2 separate regions of the Mus musculus genome follow, and region 2 is linked to region 1. Evidence: chromatin contacts called from public Hi-C data. All regions are on one chromosome and are shown on one strand. Each heading gives the region's core, a stretch centred on a gene start, on an enhancer-like site or on the middle of the called end of the contact. The rest is flanking DNA. Distances are from core to core; before and after follow the strand shown.

Region 1 (3,221 bases), core at 212-2,711:
ATTCTCATTTCCCCTTTCATGTCTTTATAATACTATATTCTATTTCCTTTTCTTTGAGAGTGTGCCTCCTCTGCCACGGCACCTTACTAACTAACTAACCAACTTCTGTGGTTATTTAAATTAGACATTTTTATCAGGACACCAATAGCATAGACATTCACAGACATTCAGACCAACACTTAATAAATGGAACCTTATGAAACTAAAAGAAAAGAAAAGAAAAGAAAAAAAAAGAAAAAGAAAACCTTCTATATAGCTAAAAAACACCATCATTTGAGCCAACTAGCAACCTACAGAATGGGAAAAAAATCTTTATCCACTATACCAATTATATAGGGGGTTGGAATTTAGAATATAAAAGGAACTAATACAAACAAGCAAATAGAAAAAATCGAACATCAAGAAAACAAACAACCCAATTAAAAATGGAGTGCAGAACTACAGAAAGCTCTAAAAAGATGAAACACAAATAGTCGAGAAACACTTTTTAAATGTTCAACTTTTAGCTAGCACGGAGAAATAGAAATTAAAACTATATTGAGATTTTTATCTTACCTCTAGTCAGAAAGGCCAAAGTCAAGAAAGTAAATGACAACCCACTCTGGTGAAGGGGACACTTATTCATTGTTGATATTATGACAAATGGGAAAACTATTGAAATACATACATACATATATATATATATATATATATATATATACATACATATATATAAATGAAAATCAATCTACCTCAAAATCTAGCTTTACTACTCTTGGGCACACACAAAGGCCTCTACATCTTATCACACAGGTACTTGCTTGCCCATGTTCATTGTAGCTCTGTTCACCATAGCCAGGAATTGGAAACACTTTAGATGTCCACCAACTAATGAATAGATAATGAAAATTTGGTTCATTTACAAAATGGAATATTATTATTCAGCTGCTAAGAAAAAATGAAATTATGAAATTGGGCTGGAGAGATGGCTCAGTGGTTAAGAGCACTGACTGCTCTTCCAGAGGTCCTGTGTTCAAATCCCAGCAACCACATGGTGGCTCACAACCATCCGTAATAAGATCTGATGCCCTCTTCTGGGGTGTCTGAAGACAGATACAGTGTACTTACATAAAATAAATAAATAAATCTTGAAAAAAAAGAAAAAATAAAATTACAAAATTGGTGAGCAAGTGCAAATATTTAGAAATAGTCATCAAGTGTGTGAGATAACACAGACCCCTAAAGACAAATGTTTCATGTTTTCTCTATGTGGATATTAGCTTTTAAGCCTTTCATAGATTTATTTCAAGTCACTTTAGATGGACATGAGGCTGAGCATTCAGAGCCTTGATTGATGTGGCTATGAGATAGGAAAGTGTAAAGATAGAAAACAACAAATGAACGGAAGGACAGGAGGGGCTATGGATGAAAACACAAGCAAGCATCCAGGCTGTGGTCCAGCCTAAAGCCTGATCTGGCAGGTGGGCAGCCTGAACAGAACAGCTTGCCAGTCTCCATCTCCCAACTATTTTAAGAAAGTAGTGACTGATGTTTAGAACAGACTGAATTCCCTTATTAGAGGAATCAATGCATCTTCCACAAAGCAACAGCCAAGAAGAATTTTTCAATTACTCAAACAGGACAGGCTAATTAAGTCACTTTAGAGAATCAAACAAATTAAATGCATGTAATCCCCAAACAGTGCAGAGACTGTCACAGTTAGACTGTGCCACAGGACCCATCCAGGTGGTAGAGAGCTCAGTCTAACCACTGCTCCACCATGTGGGAGAAGCACCTTCTACACAAATGGCTATCCAATACGTTTATTTACAAGAGAATAGAATGAGTCAAATTTGGACCGTGGGCCAGTTTGCTGACCTCTAGCTTATACCAATCATGAGTAATGGAAACAGCACCCCTCCCCAGGCTCAGGCCTGTGCCTCATAATATCTTACCAAAGGTTTAGTCCTCCAGTCAGCCAAACAATGGAACTCCTTTTCAGGTTTCAGAATGGCCTGTGGGAACAGCCACATACTGTGGGGAACACATAGCAAGGCTCCCACACTGAGTGTCTCCTAAGTGACTCACAAGAACTCACACATGAGTCCTCCCTTAAGCCAGCAGCTTCAAGAGTAACTGTGATCCACAGGCTATAGGAGTCAGTGTTTACAACTCTGAATAGTGCACGGATCCATTTAAGCCATCTTTTCACAAATCTTAGACTTCCAGCATTGTCTTAAATTAGGCAGGCCAATCACAGTGGTGCTTACACACCACACTCTCTCACACACTTTATTTTGTGCATGCGTGTGTGTGTGTGTGTGTGTGTACACAATCCACACATATACCTTTACTGAAGTAATACAATGGATGACGATACTTTGCAATGGAAAACCACAACGGTCACTGTCTCAGATGACAGGCCAGCATCCTATCCTGTCTTCACTGGCTCTTCACTTACCATGCACACTCACTTACAAATCAGTTCCCTCTCTTTCTCTCCTTCATTGGCTAGGACACTGTCCCATTCTCTCACACGCTCAAACAGAAACTCTAGCACTGAGCAGCAGGTGTGGCAGTACACGTCAATACCTGTTTTCGAAGGCGACACAGGACTCCAAGGGTATACCACAGAACGCCAGTTTGGGAGCCACCACTATAGACACTGGATTTCTTAATCCTCCTCAGACTTCTGCAGTGACTTTGGATCTCCCAGACCTCTGCAGCATCTGTAATCTTCACTGCTCAGTGCTCTCAGTCCCAGTGAATACGCTTCTTCCTCGCTGCATCGATCACAAGCTCTTTGATGCCAGAGAAGGTAGGAGATGCTTCACAAGAGACTCGGGTCCAGCTCCGAGTCACAACTGTCAGAGTCACTCATCTTCCCTGAGCCTGTTGATTTGTTTGCAGGCTATAGGGATTCATCTCCATGGTCCTGTCTGCCTATGTTCTCTAGTACTGTGAACTAAAAGAGGGAAATGAGCCAAAGCTAGGCACCATACTCAGGTTTATGTAGAGATCAATACCCTGTTGTACGCCAATAAGAAAGAGCTCAATGATTATGCATATTTAACTAGAGATAACAGAGCAATGGAATATTACAACTAACATGAATCTCAGAGGTCACTTGGTCTATTGGCCTTATTTTGTCTGTCAATTCACTTGAATATGAAGCATAGGATAGGCTGCATCTAACTCCTATGGAGCCGGGGACTGGGATACTTCAATGAAAAATATGAGAC
Region 2 (3,221 bases), core at 410-2,909, 140 kb before region 1:
ATTTATGGTTTTAATGGAGGAAGTATATTCACAAGGGACTAAGGTTAAAGGCGGTTCAAGATGAAGTGCACTGGCTCAAGAGACTTTGGAATACAGAAGAACAAGAGTGTTGTTTCCACAACTCAAGTCTACCAAGCCTGATAGGATTTGGGAATATTCATATTCTCTCTCTCTCTCTCTCCCTCTCCCTCTCCCTCTCCCTCTCCCTCTCCCTCTCCCTCTCCCTCTCTCTCTCCCTCTCTCTCCCTCTCTCTCTCCCTCTCTCTCTTTCCCTTCCTCCCTCCCTCTCTCTCCTCCCCTCTCCTCATCTCCCTCCCTGTCACCATCCCCTCCCCTTCTCCCCTATCTCCCTGTCTCTCTCCTTTCCCTCTCCTCTCCCCCCTCTCATTGTCCCCTTTCCCTTTCCTCCCTATCCCCTCTCCTGCCCCTCCCCTATTCCTCCCCCATTTTCACTGCTATTTCTGCTTTTCTGCTTAAACAGATACTGTGGTCTTTTAAAAATTCCCACTTGGCCATGTCACCCTCACTTGAAGCCCTCGACGTTTCCCCCCCACTGCGTTCAAGAGTCACGTCTCCCGGGCTCCGGCCTCACTCCTCCCAGTTTTTTGGCCGCAGCCTGGCTCATCCTCCCTGCCAGAGTCCTTTCCATAACGAGGACTTTGCATGAGATGCTGCCTGGTACGAGTTGCTTGAGTTGCTTTTCTCCCTGTTGTGACCAAAATGTGTCATAGCAGCGACTTATGGGAAGAGGAGTTTCTTTTGGCTCCTATTTCGGGGACTTTGGTCTATTGTAGTAGAGAAGGCAAGGTCAAGTTCATGGTAGCAGGAGCACGGCAGGAAGGCTTGTTCACACTGTGTGGGCCAGGAAGCAGAGAATGCAGACCGGAGCCAGAGCCAGAGCCAGAGCCAGAGAGCCAGAGCCAGAGAGCCAGAGCCAGAGAGCCAGAGCCAGAGCCAGAGCCAGAGCCAGAGCCAGAGCCAGAGCCAGAGCCAGAGCCAGAGCCAGAGCCAGAGCCAGAGCCAGGGATCACCTTCAAAGGCCTGTTCCCAGGGACCTGCTTCTACCAGCCAGGCCTTACCTCCTAAATGTTCCACAGCCTTCAAAAACAATACTGCCAACTAAAGACTAAGTCTTCAAATCATGACCCTGTGGGAGACATTTGAGACCCAAACAGTGACATGTTCCCTTGGCCTAGGTGTCTTCTTTCAGCCATCTCTCTTGTCTAGCCCCAACACATATGTCCTGTCTTGGCTTACTGCTCAGCCCTGTCTTCTCTATTATGGTACACTTCGCCCCTGAATACCACCAGGCATTCACTAAGTGTGTGATTTCATCCCTAACATTTCCTTCCATTGGACCCTACACTTCATATGGTTACCCTTGACTTGTTCTCACAGTATCTACCACCTTCTTCAGTAGCTGTTAACATTCCTTCTTGGCACAGGAAATATTAGCTCGATAAGTGAATAATTAAAGACACCAGACAGATGGAGGACATGGTGGAGAAGAATCAGAAGATGACAGAGGGCTGGAGGGATAAAGGAGCTGGAGAATTAACATCTGGCCTCTTGGAGGAGAGAGACTCACCAGCCCACTGTGGATGAAGCTGCACCCAGTTAGCTCAATGCCTTTCTTCATCAAAATACACGGGCAACTATTAAGTCACGTGTGTTGGATGCCCTCTGAGAGCAGGGCCAACGCCCCTTTGCCTTGGCCAATTACCGCTAATGACTTCTCAAACACGACAGCTGTTATTCTTAACTACTGAAGCAATCAGCCAAACCAGTGTTCAACTTTTCCCCCAATGTTTGAATCACTTTAAAATAAAAGTAGAAATTGGAAATGTAGCAGTGTCTTCAGAATAAATTAGTGAGGATCTGTGGGAGAGAAAAACAACTAACACTTATGTGAGATACGGCAACGCTTCCTTCCAAGGGCAATTTATATAAGCAAACCGTTTGGGGGGCTGGTTTTAGTTGACTGATTCACGAGTTTGTATTTGCAAGGTATGTCTCAATGCCAGCTTCTTCGTCTAGCTTAGGAGCCCAGCCTCCTAAACCCTGGACACCATCCTGCAGAACGAAGCTTGAGAATAGCTCTCGATGACTGATGTTTGCCTATAGCCCCAGAAAGGAAGAACCACTGATCTCAAAGGGTCTGCTTGCTATATCTTAGCCCTGGAATGAGAGCCAAAACACTTGGCTTGAGCTCCAGCCTCACTGGGAGATAGCTTTGAGACATTGGGAAGCTCATGCAGCCAACTTGTGGAAATCCAGACTCCTAGTGTTACATCATTGGATGAATCATTGGATGAGATCACAAAAGGCCTTGAACCCCAGTCTTCTGCTGTTTCTGAGGCTTTCTCATCCCTGCAGCGATCGTGTTGAGCCGCCTGGCTCAGACAAGCACCAAGACTCCTGGGAAGCCAGTGCAGATGCTGAATTCAGGGAACTACCACCTCTAGCCTCCCTCATTCCTCGCCCCTCCCCACCTCTAGCCTCCCTCATTCCTCACCTCTCCCCAGTCTTTTTTCCCCTCTGAACGTCTTTCACTCAGACATTCTAGATCTGAGGAGACCATTTCTTAGGTATGTGTCCTGGCTACTTTTGTGTCAACTTGACACAGGCTGGAGTTATCACAGAGAAAGGAGCTTCAGTTGAGGAAATGCCTCCATGAGATCCAACTGTAAGGCATTTTCTCAATTAGTGATCAAGGGGGAAAGGCCCCTTGTGAGTGGGACCATCTCTGGGCTGATAGTCTTGGTTCTATAAGAGAGCAGGCTGAGCAAGCCAGGGGAAGCAAGCCAGTAAAGAACATCCCTCCATGGCTTGTGTATCAGCTCCTGCTTCCTGGCCTGCTTGAGTTCCAGTCCTGAATTCCTTGGTGATGAACAGCAGTATGGAAGTATAAGCCGAATAAACCCTTTCCTCCCTAACTTGCTTCTTGGCCATGATGTTTGTGCAGGAATAGAAACCCTGACTAAGACAGTATGTGACAGCATTAGATCACATTTTTCTTCCAAGACAATTAAGATTTACAATGAAAAAAAATTTACAATGGACACTATGATACTATATCCTTCCTTCTTCCCAACAGACTGGTCAGCACTGCCATCTGGAGACACCACTGTCTCCTTTCACAGAGCTCCTGTGAAAAGCTGCTCTCAAGAACTATGGCTCTCTCTACCCTTTTGTTTGGTTTTCCTCAATGATAAAGACTG

The links. A called contact is a pair of places that touch in the nucleus more often than the background predicts.
Region 2: a contact with region 1 is called in a Hi-C map of cortical neurons, with 1.9 times the contacts expected there. The contact joins two enhancer-like sites. A contact is called at or near these places in 3 of 484 Hi-C or Micro-C datasets (cortical neurons, cranial neural crest and forebrain).

Annotation. Positions count from the first base shown.
Region 1 is chr12:82,859,676-82,862,896 of GRCm38.p6, reverse strand. The region is part of intron 2 of Rgs6 (regulator of G-protein signaling 6); the gene reads right to left. Among named protein-coding and RNA genes, the nearest start is that of 1700085C21Rik, 78 kb to the left of the region's middle. Within about 2 kb of position 1,461, at least 3 of the 459 cell types and tissues checked have an H3K27ac peak or open chromatin away from gene starts, as enhancers often do. A contact at or near this core is called in cortical neurons, where this site is marked.
Region 2 is chr12:82,997,904-83,001,124 of GRCm38.p6, reverse strand. The region is part of intron 3 of Rgs6 (regulator of G-protein signaling 6); the gene reads right to left. It overlaps Gm31308 (a long non-coding RNA gene), which reads left to right. Exons shown (of 2, transcript XR_381770.3): 2 at 1,446-1,848. Among named protein-coding and RNA genes, the nearest start is that of Gm31308, 5.1 kb to the left of the region's middle. Within about 2 kb of position 1,659, at least 19 of the 459 cell types and tissues checked have an H3K27ac peak or open chromatin away from gene starts, as enhancers often do. A contact at or near this core is called in cortical neurons, where this site is marked.